Linked DNA regions of Zea mays: region 1 is linked to region 2. A link is a contact called in public Hi-C data. All regions are on one chromosome and are shown on one strand. The core of a region is the stretch at or near the end of the contact, and the rest is flanking DNA. Distances in the headings are between cores, read along the strand shown.

Region 1 (6,153 bases), core at 3,629-6,128, 96 kb after region 2:
CTAGGATTCTCACGGATTGAGTTCACAAGATGAGGGTCAATGACAGTAAAAGACCTGAGCATAAGTCGGACGATGTCGTGGTCCGTCCATCTCGTGCTTCCATAGCTTCTGATCTTGTTGACCAGGGTCTTGAGCCTGTTGTAAGTTTGCGTCGGCTCCTCCCCCCTGATCATCACGAACCTTCCCAGCTCGCCTTCCACCAACTCCATTTTGGTGATCATGGTGGCGTCATTCCCCTCATGTGAAATCTTGAGGGTGTCCCATATTTGCTTGGCGTTGTCCAAGCCGCTCACCTTGTTGTATTCATCCCTGCACAATGATGCTAACAAAACAGTGGTACCTTGTGCATTTTTATGGATTTGTTCGTTAATGAATACAGGGTTGTCCGTACTATCAAATTGCATTCCATTCTCAACTATCTCCCAAATACTAGGATAGAGAGAGAAAAGATGACTACGCATTTTGTGACTCCAAAAAGCGTAGTCCTCTCCATCAAAGTGTGGAGGTTTACCAAGAGGAATAGAAAGCAAATGGGCATTGGAATTATACGGAATACGAGAATAATCAAATAAAAATTTGAGTTAACCGGTTTCTTTTTCTCGTCGTAGTCGTCGTCCCTTGGGGAAGAAGAAGACTCATCGCTGTCGTAGTAGACGATCTTCTTGATGCGCCTCTTCTTCTTCCCGTCCCTCTTCTTATGACTCGAGCCAGAGTCAGTGGGCTTGTCATCCCTTGGCTCGTTGAAGATGGACTCCTTCTCCTTATCGTTGACCACCATCCCCTTTCCCTTAGGATCCATCTCTTCGGGCGATTAGTCCCTTTCGTGAAAAGAACGGCTCTGATACCAATTGAGAGCACCTAGAGGGGGGTGAATAGGTGATCCTGAAAAATTCAACACCTAATAGCCACAAAACTTGGTTAAGTGTTAGAATGATAAAACCAAGTGGCTATAGAGCGAGTTCTTGCGAGTCACAATAATCACACAGAAATGCAATCACAAGAGACACGCGAGTTATCCCGTGGTTCGGCCAAGTAATACTTGCCTACTTCCACGTTGTGGCGTCCCAATGGACGAGGGTTGCACTCAACCCCTTTCAAGTGATCCAATGATCAACTTGAATACCACGGTGTTCTTCTTTCTTATACTTTCTCCCGTTTGTGAGGAATCTCCACAACTTAGAGTCTCTCGCCCTTACAATAAATATCAAAGTGAAATCACTAGAGTAAGGATGGGAAGCAACACACACAAATCCGCAGCAATACGCACACACACAAGCCAAGACTTGAGCTCAAATGAAGCGCAACAAGTTCACCACTAGAACGAAGCTCAAATCACTAACAAAGTCAATCGAGTGCGCGGAGACGGAGTGTGGAAGACTTAGAATGCTCAAAATATGCTTAGGTGACTCCTCCATGCGCATAGGGGTCCCTTTTATAGCCCCAAGGCAGCTAGGAGCCGTTGGAGGCAACTTTGGAAGGCAAATATTGCCTTCTGTCGGGTGGCGCACCAGACAGTCCGGTGCGCCACCGGACAGTCCCTGTAGCTGTCCGGTGCACGATCTCCTTCCTTTTCTGGCGCATCCGACCGTTGCAGATTTGCGGCAGTTGGCGCACCGGACACTGTCTGATGCACACCGGACAGTCCGGTGCCCCCTGCCGACCGTTGGCGCGCCCACGCGTCGCGTGCGGATTGTGCGGCCGACCGTTGGCGCAGTCGACCGTTGGCTCACCGGACAGTCCGGTGCCTCACCGGATGGTCCGGTGAATTATAGTCGTACGTCGTTGAACGTTTCCCGAGAGCGACGACTTCGTCGTGGATGACTCACCGGACAGTCCGGTGCACCACCGAACAGTCTGGTGAATTATAGTCGTACGCCACCGTCGAGTCCCGAGAGTGGCCTGTTCATCGGAGGCTGGCCTGGCGCACCGGACACTGTCCGGTGCACCACCAGATAGTCCGGTGCTTCCAGACCGAGCTGGATTTGGCTGTACACAGCCAACTCCATTCCAAACCAATTTCTCCTGTTTCTAACACTTAGACACAATACATTAGTACTCAAATCAATGTACTAAGTCTAGAAACGTACCTTGTAATATGATTTGCACTTCTTCACTCTTTGGCACAAATTAGCACTTAGAGAAAATGTGTTGGACACTTAATCACCAAAACACTTTGGAAATGGCCCAAGGGCACATTTCCCTTTCAATTAAATATACCAGTTTCCGTCGGTACTTAAAGGATTCAGTTATGCAAACAGAATCTCTAACTTGGATCAAATAAAGTCTACAAGTGGCTATGTGTTCACTTTAACTGGTGAGGCCGTGTCATGGAGATCGTCTAAACAATTAGTGTCGACATGTTCCACCAAGGAGGCTGAATTAGTTGCACTTGATTCAGCAGCATTGGAGGCTGAATGGTTTAGAGACCTATTGTTAGACCTTCCAATGCTAGCAAAGCCGATACCGGCTGTCCTAGTATACTGTGACAACACTTCTGTGTTGCTGAAAGTGAACAGTAGAAAGGACAACAAAAAATCCTCGAGGCATATCAGAAGACGACTTGATTCATATCGTCATGCTAGAGAGACGAGTGTAATAACAGTAGATTACATCAAGTCTGAAAGGAACCTTGCTGATCCTTTCACCAAAGGGCTGGCTCAAAAGCCAATCCAAGCAGCGTGCATGGGAATGGGACTCGTACCCTGTTAGCAGTTTCAACTGCGGATAACTGTCTTGTGTGACCGGAGGTCCCGAGATCTAGGCTCCAGGAAACGAAGCACTGTGGAACCAAGAGCACAAAAGACAAATAGTCTCATTAGCTGTTGTGCTCTGTCTGTATGGCAGGTTGAGCGATATGCTCTTAATGAAGTCAATGCTATAAGTAGGGAAATTGTCCTACAGAATTTCCTTAACGATTTCACTTATATAAGCTGACTGTGGGGTCGCAGTCTAGTGAGCTCATGAATAGATATTGAAGGGCATGACCGTAACGCCCTGCCCCGTAAGAGAAGCAGATAATCTGCCTAGTACTATGTGCCTTTTATGCGAAGATTCTCACACTAGGGTTTGTGGATCAAGGCGTAGTCCTCCGCTTACTCGTGCAGGGTTGGAGTACACTGGGATAGGCTTTGGTTCAAACCTAACTCTTACCTCTGCCGAAAAGTAGTATATAAACAGTACGGGAGCTCAATGACATTGATCAGAAAATAAGAGTGAAAATGGTGGGGATTGCTGTTAATTTGGGGATTTTTCCTTTATTAAAAAAATAATAAGACCAGCCGGACTGGGCCACCTCAAGGCCCAAAAGGCCGAGCAGCCCAGCCGACTGGGGAGGAGCTAGGGCACCTCGGTGCTTCTGCTGGCTTACGGGAGATAGAGAGGAGGTGGCTGGCGGTGGTTGTTGAGAGCAGCAGCGGCGGCGTTCTTCGTACGCCGATTTCTGCGGCTCGATCTCCCGCCCTTCTCGCTAATCCGTTTGCCTCCTCCGTTTCTTGGCTTCTTAAAGGATGGGCAGTCAACCTCTGAGGAGCATGCAGCAAAACACCGGTTCCTGGTTCCTCTCTCCAGTTTTCTGTTCCAATCGCACTGATCCATTCGGTCCTGGCGTTCTTGTGTTTGGTTCGCTGGTGGTGATTGAAAGAAGGTGGAGGTGGTGCTGCTAGTGTGCAGTGCGTTTCTCCTGTGTTCCAGTGCTCCACTTATGCACGTGTGTGGTGCTGTTCGTCTGATTATTGTCCACCGTGGCCTGGTGCTTGGGCTCCCTGCTGCGCGGTGTTCTTCTTCTCGGGCTGGTGCCGTGGACGTCTCCCTCGGCTCCGGCAGCGGCCCTAGTATCTCCGTCAACCTCCCGCCGTGCATTGGCGGCGGAATTGGTTTTCTGGGACAGAACCTTGTGTTCGCTGAGCTGGTCTTCCCATATAGACAATCTACGTGTTGTGAGTTAATCGCTGCATCTCTATATTTATTGAATAATTTTGTGCAATCTGCTAGTATTATATAATTGGGTGTGATTGCACTATTGTGGGTGGATTTGTTTGCTCAATGATAATAGCGGTATAGTGAGACAACGTGACAGTCTAGGTTTTAGTGTGTTGTTAATTTCAGCATCAAGTATTTATTTATGCCTAATCATATCTCTATTTGTTAAGGCTGTTTATCTGTGTTAAATTCTGTTGTTTTATTTATTACACAACTCCTTACTATTAGTATTTATACTTGATTATTAGACTTATTACATCTGATATAAAACCCTGATTTGATAAGATTAGACTGTCACGTTAGTCGAGGATCTCTGATCACCATTTAGCGTTGGAGGGTTGTTTATTACAGCAACCCACTATTTTGAGAGCAATATAAAAAGATAAACAATTATGTTTATGTGTTTAATCTGCCTTCTTCATCTACAAGCCATGTTTAGTTTTGAAATGAACCTGAACAGCTATTTTACATGTTCACATGTCTTAGAATTGCTACTGTTCATTGCTGCTATAATTTCATATGACATTTATTTGAGTTATATGCCTATTTTATTTGGAATTAAAATATTTAATATATTTAAGTATAATAAAAGCATGTCACTTGTTTCTCTAATATTACAACAATTATGTGATGAGTAAGATGAAGGGGTTCATAAGGTTTATGATGTAGAAATTGAAAGATTCCTATTATCACAACGACTTAATCGATTCTATGTCTATATTAATTTTGAACTATTTTTATCTAAACTATTTTCATAAAAACGGACTGAAAAACTATGTGTTTGGGAAAAAAAGGCTGAACTAGGCCGATTTCGCAGAACCGAACGCCGATCCGGCGATTGCGTCCACGATTTCGCAAATAGCCCAAGCCCAACTCAACCCATTCTCTGTTCGTCTTCGTCGATCCGAAACGAAAACCAGTAACCACCCTCCACCACCGCGTGCTCCGTGCTCATTCCCCATCTGCCATCTCGGCTCCTCCCAACCCAAACGACAAAACCCTAGCCTCCTCTTCCGTGTGATGGGATGCCGTCTAAACCCTACCCCCACTCCCTGACCTCCTCTACTTCCTCCGCCGCCGTGGCCCCCGCGACCTGGATGTCCGCATCTGCATGGACGGCGCCCGAGTCCTGATCGCCGCTAGTGCCACCGCCGTCTGCTGCCTCGCCTGCGCTGTCTGGATCTTCCGCTCCTCTTCCTCCTCGTTCCCCGCATCCTCAAATAAGCACCAACCCCCTCCCGCCAACTTCTGCGGCTGCGCTTCCTGCGGCTGCCGTGACGCCAAGTCCGCCAACGGCGAGATGGCCGTGGGCGGGGAGAACAAGAAGAAGGCGCCGGAGCCTGCTCCGCCGGAGGCGCCCTCCATGATGGAGCAGCTCGTGCCCGAGATCACCACCCACGCGCTCAGCTACCTCGACTACACCAGCCTCTGCCGTCTCTCCATGACCAACTCCGCCATGCGCCGCGCAGCCGACGACGATGGCGCCTGGAAGGCACTGTATCACAAGGTGTGCTATTGGGTCTGATGCTCCCACAACCCTCTCTGAACTCTTCTCCTCGACTGGACTACTGTCTGATTGGCAATGTAGTTTATCATACCTGCTTTATTTCCACTGCACGTAATAGGACCATCACTGTCTTGAGGTTTGGGTGTATTACCTCTCTTCTGGTGCATACAATTATATCGTTAGGGTGCTTGCCTCGTGGGACGAAGAGGGTAGGTTAGGGGTTGGGATATGGAACGACCTCACTCGAAAGCTCGTGTTGAATACGATGGAGGGATATGATTTTTTTTTCCTTTGTATGTTTTTTATTTGGAACCCATGCTAATTTCTCTTAGTAACTAACTTTTTTTTTGTAAGACATTGAAAACATCCATGTCTCTCATCAGTCACACGGGATGACCGAACTTGCCATGGCATCTACTCCCATTTCTGAACTGAAGGAACCAAGGTTATTAAAACGACAAAACGTTGAAACACTCATGGATGGAGTTTTGACTTTTAAACGTTTAAACGAGTTTAAACATAGTTTTAAACAATATAGAAAAATATCAATATATCATAATTTCAGACAATAACATGAGGTTAGTAGCTTACCAAACAGAGGCAGAGAGGATGAGAGGAGTCGGCTGCTAGCCACCGGACGTGCGGAGCTGGCTACGGAACGTCCGTAG
Region 2 (6,237 bases), core at 2,959-5,458:
AGTTTATGCAAACTAGTGCCACATCATTAGATTTGTGCTTAAATAGACTCATGATAGATATTACATTTTATTACTAATAAAATATAGATAGACCTCATCATTGAAGATCATGGATATCCTTATAGTTATTGGTTATTATAAAAATTCTAACAACCACTAATATCTGAAAAATAGAGGGAACATAGATTAGTGTTTCAAGTAATCTTTTGCTGTTTTGATAGTTGACGAAAATATGGACCTTAATTTCCTCAGTATATATTGTCATGATTATGGAACAGTATGCTTTATGAAGTCCTGCCTTACCTTAACTATGTGATCTAGTTTGGTGGGTTGGAAGATTTTGAGGGGTCATGAGGATAAACAAATGTATAATACTGACAGTTCTTTTTTGTCTGGTTTTGAGCAGACACTGCGTAAAAAATACCCGCAATTTGCACAGCAGCATAATAATGTCTACATGCAACAGGTTCCTTCTAATCACCTACAATTAAGAGTTTGTATCTACTCTTGAATTTCTGTAATGTTGTTCATCTTTTTTCTTTTTTAAAAAATACAGGATGCAGAAGAATGCTGGACACAGTTGGTGTATACGCTTTCTCAAACTCTTACCTCAGATTCAAGGTAACCTGTTTGTTGTCAAAATGTCAACTAATGGCTCTTCACCTTGTAACCATTTATATTTATCGTATTATCTTTGTCTTCCCTGTAATTTTTATGGCAATGTTTGGCTACTTTGCCTAAAATTATTTGCCTACTTTTTTTTTCTATAGTGAATCTGCAGCTCTTCCGATGAAGCAACTATTTGGGATAGATCTCGTGAGCAGGTTCTGTCCCCCCCTCCCTTGTATTATATGCCCTATATATGTATATGTTACTTTTTGTTCTACAATTGTAGTTTGGTGCGACCGTTTATTTTTTACTCAAACAGGCAGGAGAGGTGCATAGAATAGCATATAATTATAGAAGAAAAATATGGTACAGGTCCAGTTCAAACCAGCAAAAGATTATGTGAGATGTGCCATGTGCTAATTAGACACACACCAAAAAGAACCCTGCTATACTGACATAAGGCTAGTTATCCTGTTTTATATATCTTAAACAGTACACAGACAGTTCCAACATACAACAGTATCTTATTTTATGTTTATAATTGGCCTTTACCTAATTGTTAGCTGAATACAATAAACATTATTTCCCAATGCATGTCCAGAACGGTAAATGATACAAACTGCACCTCCTATACTTTTGATGTCTGCATATCAAATACATGGGCGTCTGTGCCTGTAAAGCCTGTTATGAACTTATGATTGTTTTAGTGCTGTCATCGAGTAATTGTTGTGTAGGTGTTCCGTATTCTGTGCCTGTTTTGTTCGCGGCTAACTGTGCCACACTTTGGCTAAGGTTAGTCGCTCGTATTGAAGAACTAACCTTAGGCAGAAAAAGTTAGTTAAAGTGTGGCAAGTTAGGCAACAAACCAAACAGTCCTTCTGTTTCCATTTGGTATTTGTCATAACAACTGGTAGATTGGGTGTTCATGTAAGTATGTAACAAATATGAAATGATCGCCGTGAACTTGTGATATTTGTTGATGAATGCTTTTTTTCCAGGGTCCACTGTGCAGAAAGTGGTGAGGAGAGCATGGAGACAGAATCAGTATATTCCCTTAAGTGTCATATATCTCAAGATGTGAACCATCTTCATGAGGGAATTAAGCATGTAAGTAATGTTGTGCCGCTCCCATGCTATGTTGTATCCCAAGTTTTATAGCATGTTTTTTCAGGTATATATATCTGAAACTTCAAATTTGTAAAAGTGAAGTTAGACAATCTAGTTAATAACCTGCAAATATAACCAGCCTCCTCCGTTCTTTCCTAAAATGAAAGTGACACGATCAATCACCTCCAAGAACCTTTTTTTTGTTATTGATGCATTGAAGGAGTTGGGTGCTGTTGCATTTTGTGCTGTTCTTGTTTCTTCCATGTGGGTATTGAGGGGAAAGGGAGAGTAAAATAGAATATTGCTTGTCATGTCCAGTCACATTAGTTTCTACAGACTTCCTTCTGAATTTTCATAAGATGAAATATTTTAATCATTCACATTTTCTTTGTACAGGGCTTGAAGACAGAACTTGAGAAAGCTTCACCTACACTGGGTCGAACTGCAGTTTATACTAGAGAATCAAGAATAAATGAGCTGCCTAGGCAAGTACATTAAATCTTTGCATTTCACTTGTCCTCGTTAATACAGCAAAAAAAGTAATATTCCTTCCTTTAGGTACTTGACTGTGCAGTTCGTTCGCTTCTTTTGGAAAAGGGAATCAAACCAAAAGGCAAAGATTTTACGAGTACGTTAGTTTGTTCTATTCCCTTCCTCTTGAACAATGATTTGATGATTATAGCAACTGGGTTTTGTATGGAATCTTGTCATTTTCGTCTGTACTAGTATGGAGTTGGACATGTTTTACCTTATTTGCTAAAGTATTTCTCTTTTGTGATTTTTTTAATTTACAGAAAGTTGATTACCCACTGGAATTGGATGTTTATGAATTTTGCTCTGATGAACTGAAACAGAAACTCCAAGCACCTCGGCAGGTAGCTTTCTCTTTTCACTATTCAGTTTTGAGTTGTCAACATTATTGTTCCAGTATTGATTTTGGATGCTCAATTTGCACGTAAAGATGCTGAGAGATGCAGAAAATGCAAAGTTTGGATTGAAAGCACAAGGGAAAGCTAGCGGCTTTAAAGAAAATGAGGTAATGGTTGTGTTGTACTCAGGGTATCATTGAATCATCAGTAATAGCTGTGAAGAAATAAATGGATCAACTGTCACATTAAGCTTTCTGTTTGGGTCTTCAATCCATTGTCATGCAATTAGGGCATTTCATTTCAGGGATCATCCAGTAGCGCTGGGGAATCATCCAGTATGGACATTGACAAAGGCAAGTTGTTTGTTTCTGCCCTCATTTTGTAATGATAGAAGTGTGCGATTGCCTTGCCTTGTTGTCAAACTTTATTTCTTGGGATTATATTTTTAAGATCCAGAAAGTTTGACCCTCTACCTGTAAGGCTGTAATGATCGAGGACACTGCTAGTGTTATCTTACTAGCTTCTAAACTTAGTTTGCTCATGTGTTAAATGCAGCTGAGTCTTCTCTACCAAAGAAACAATTAACTGGCGTCTATGATTTGGTTGCTGTCTTGACACACAAGGGAAGAAGTGCAGACTCTGGCCACTATGTTGGCTGGGTAAAGCAAGATGACGGTCAGTCAATCAGTATTACAGCTTAGTTACGGTAATCAACTGTTTCACTTTATTATTAGTCACTGAAATTTCATATCGACCACCAGGAAAATGGATCGAGTTTGATGATGACAACCCAAACATCCGCAAGGAGGAAGACATTTTGAAACTATCTGGTGGAGGTGAGCAACCGTCTTACACGTCAAATGAAATATTATGTCATGAACGATTTTAACGCAGACCAGTGTTTGTCTATACAGGTGACTGGCACATGGCTTATATCTGCCTATACAAAGCCCGCATGGCGGAGTTGAAGAGTTAGGCCGGAGTGGTTCTACATTTCTGTGCCGCGAACGCAACATTAGTTTTTCTGCCCATGAGTGATCATGGTAATTATTTTTTCCAGTTCGTAAAGTGGTTACTGTCGAATTTGCTTCAATGCGGTTGGCCATTATTCACTGGGATATGTATTTTTAGGATTTCAAATCTAGTACATTTTGTGTTGTCAAAATATAGAACAAAGAAATTCAGAGGAAAGCTTCTGCCTTGACAGTGAATCTGATTGATTTGCGCCAAGTGGTTTCATCCGTGTCTTCCTAATAATAGTGTATTTAAAAAAAAAAAATCAAAACTAGAGCCTATGTAACAAACAAAAGTTTATACCACAAGCTTTACTTTCTGATTTCTATCAATTACTCAATTCAATTTAACTATAGGTATGCTTGAGTTCAGATAATTTACATAGTAGACTTAGACTTAGGGCATAGCCGACCTCCCAAATCCAATGTGTTATCAGGCTACATACTCCTTTTGGAATCAGATAAGCATACGCTTGCATTAGTGGCGTGTGTGCGGAGTCCGCCTAATTAAAATCCCACTGAATCACACCTGCATGTCAGCACATCCAACTGTTTCCTCTGCGTCGCTCGCGCGTCCTGCTAAGCTTTTGTTGGAACCATTATTACCCATGTGCAATTAGCCAACTTTGCTCCGATATAGGCATCTAGCCCAATCCACCGCCACGTTGACCCGCGCTAACCCAATGTCCGCAATTTCTTGTTATCGAGTCTCCACTCATCCATCGCAGCAGCACCATCATCAGTTTGAATTATTGAATGTTTATTTCTAAATGGTTGAAGTAAACTTTAAATTGGTGAATATTTATTCTTTATAAATTTTTTAATACGATGAATTATTTAGTAAATATTAAATAATTGAATATTTGTTTTTGTTGTACGTTGAAGTAAACTCTTCAACTTTAAATGGCTGAAGTAAACCTAATAATATTGAATGACTGGATATTTGTTGATACGCGCTATAGACTGCTGGCGATGAACTCCGTTAAGCGTGCGTGAGCCCATTTTAACTCATGGTCCCGATCAACTCTGTTAAGCGTGCGCGAGCCCATTTCAACTCATGGTCAGCTCAGTGGTTGGTTCCTTGGTCCTATTAATTTTATGATGCAATTGATTTTATGGTACGTTACACCATAGATAGACTATGAGAAACTATTGAAGCTCAACATGAAGCCATATGCAACTCAGAGCTAGCTGAAGCATAACGAGCGACCAAGCAAGCTATTAAAAAAAGGGGGTCGAGCTCCTTTTAACTTATACTTTTCTTAACTTTTTGACTAAGATAAAGTGCAATATTTATTCTTATCAGTTTAATATTAGATATGCGGACATTATCTTTACTTTAATATTAAATTTATTTTTTATAGGTATAAAATATGATTATTTGATATCGCAGCGCACATGCATTTTACTAGTACGTGTGTACAAGCAGTCTATTTTCTTTCCTAGTAGGTTATTATAATGTTTGTATCAACATATACAAGCAGTGTATCTATTTCTATGTCCCCAAACCGCTCTTCGTCTAAGGGACCGATGCTCAATGCATTAGTGGCTCCATTCACACGAGACATCTCGTATGTATGTTTGATGTAGTCGTACGCAGTCGATGCAAGCAGATGTATGCAGTGTAGTCCCTCGAACGGCGCCGGCGACGAGGAACCTGATCAGCGTTAGTCGAGCGTACGAAGCGAGCGGTCGAGAGTACGCTCCCCAAAAACCTGATCGCCCGCACACCCGTGCAAGTGTAGCTCTGCGGACGACGATTTCGGAGGCCTACGCTCTCACACTCTCTATGCTCGCAGAAGGTGGGACGAGAATGGCTGTGTGCAACGCATCTGAGACTGTTTGGTGTTCGTACGTGCTGTCGTCACCGGAAGCAGCCCCACCTCCTTCGTATATATACACGCACAGAGGGAGGCCAACGGATACTAACGGTCGCCACCAGAGTAAGGAATATTCGGACCATGGTCTGATCTACCACGGCCTTGGCTCGACCCGGTCGGCGACGCGCGCTCGTGTGGCAGTCCTTCATCCCTTTCTCATCTTCTCAATAGATGCAGCAATGGTCCATCTATTTAAGTTGGTTGAATTATCACTTGAACTTCCGGTATGGTACTAAAGTACTAGTACACCATAGCATTAAAGTGGACCTTTAACATTGACTATTATTGAATATTAATTTAGGCCAGACCCACATTAATTCAACAATCTCCACCAAATGTTAAGTCACACTAAAATGCTCTCATCATCTCAAACGTTTGATATACTGGTGTTTCGATGGAGACTGTTAAGTTAAACATCCACCTAAAATCTAGACTACGCTTGACCACAACTACACAATGAACTAGGCCTTGAATTGGCAGTTTTGCGTGGAATAAGTTTCATCTAAACTCTTTACTAGTACTAGATTGTCGAGCGCATCCTCTCTGGTTGGAGCATATAAGTCAAACTCCATAGCCTTTCATGGGTATCTAAAGACCACACATATCTCATAAATTGTGACTGTTTATGAACACCCTCTAAAGATGTTCTGTAGGACAACATCTTTGCTTCACAAAGCCACTTAGAACATATTAAGGTGTAAACACCAACCTACCTTACAGTAAGTAAAGAAAGATGTGCATATGAAATAAACCTTATTA

The links. A called contact is a pair of places that touch in the nucleus more often than the background predicts.
Region 1: a contact with region 2 is called in a Hi-C map of ear, with 1.7 times the contacts expected there. The contact joins the promoter of LOC100192671 here to the enhancer-like site in region 2. A contact is called at or near these places in 3 of 25 Hi-C or Micro-C datasets (ear, endosperm and leaf).

What each region holds. Positions count from the first base shown.
Region 1 is chr3:232,535,904-232,542,056 of Zm-B73-REFERENCE-NAM-5.0, forward strand. It overlaps LOC100192671 (F-box protein SKIP8), which reads left to right and starts at 4,879. Exons shown (of 3, transcript NM_001137879.2): 1 at 4,879-5,485. The coding sequence starts at 5,090.
Region 2 is chr3:232,441,048-232,447,284 of Zm-B73-REFERENCE-NAM-5.0, forward strand. LOC100282385 (ubiquitin carboxyl-terminal hydrolase 6) reads left to right here. Exons shown (of 18, transcript NM_001368950.1): 7 at 407-466; 8 at 557-621; 9 at 771-824; 10 at 1,608-1,716; 11 at 2,113-2,201; 12 at 2,275-2,344; 13 at 2,511-2,591; 14 at 2,678-2,752; 15 at 2,890-2,938; 16 at 3,141-3,260; 17 at 3,347-3,421; 18 at 3,500-3,794. The coding sequence ends at 3,561. Among protein-coding and RNA genes, the nearest start is that of LOC100282385, 8.0 kb to the left of the region's middle. Within about 2 kb of position 4,209, at least 6 of the 20 cell types and tissues checked have an H3K27ac peak or open chromatin away from gene starts, as enhancers often do. A contact at or near this core is called in ear, where this site is marked.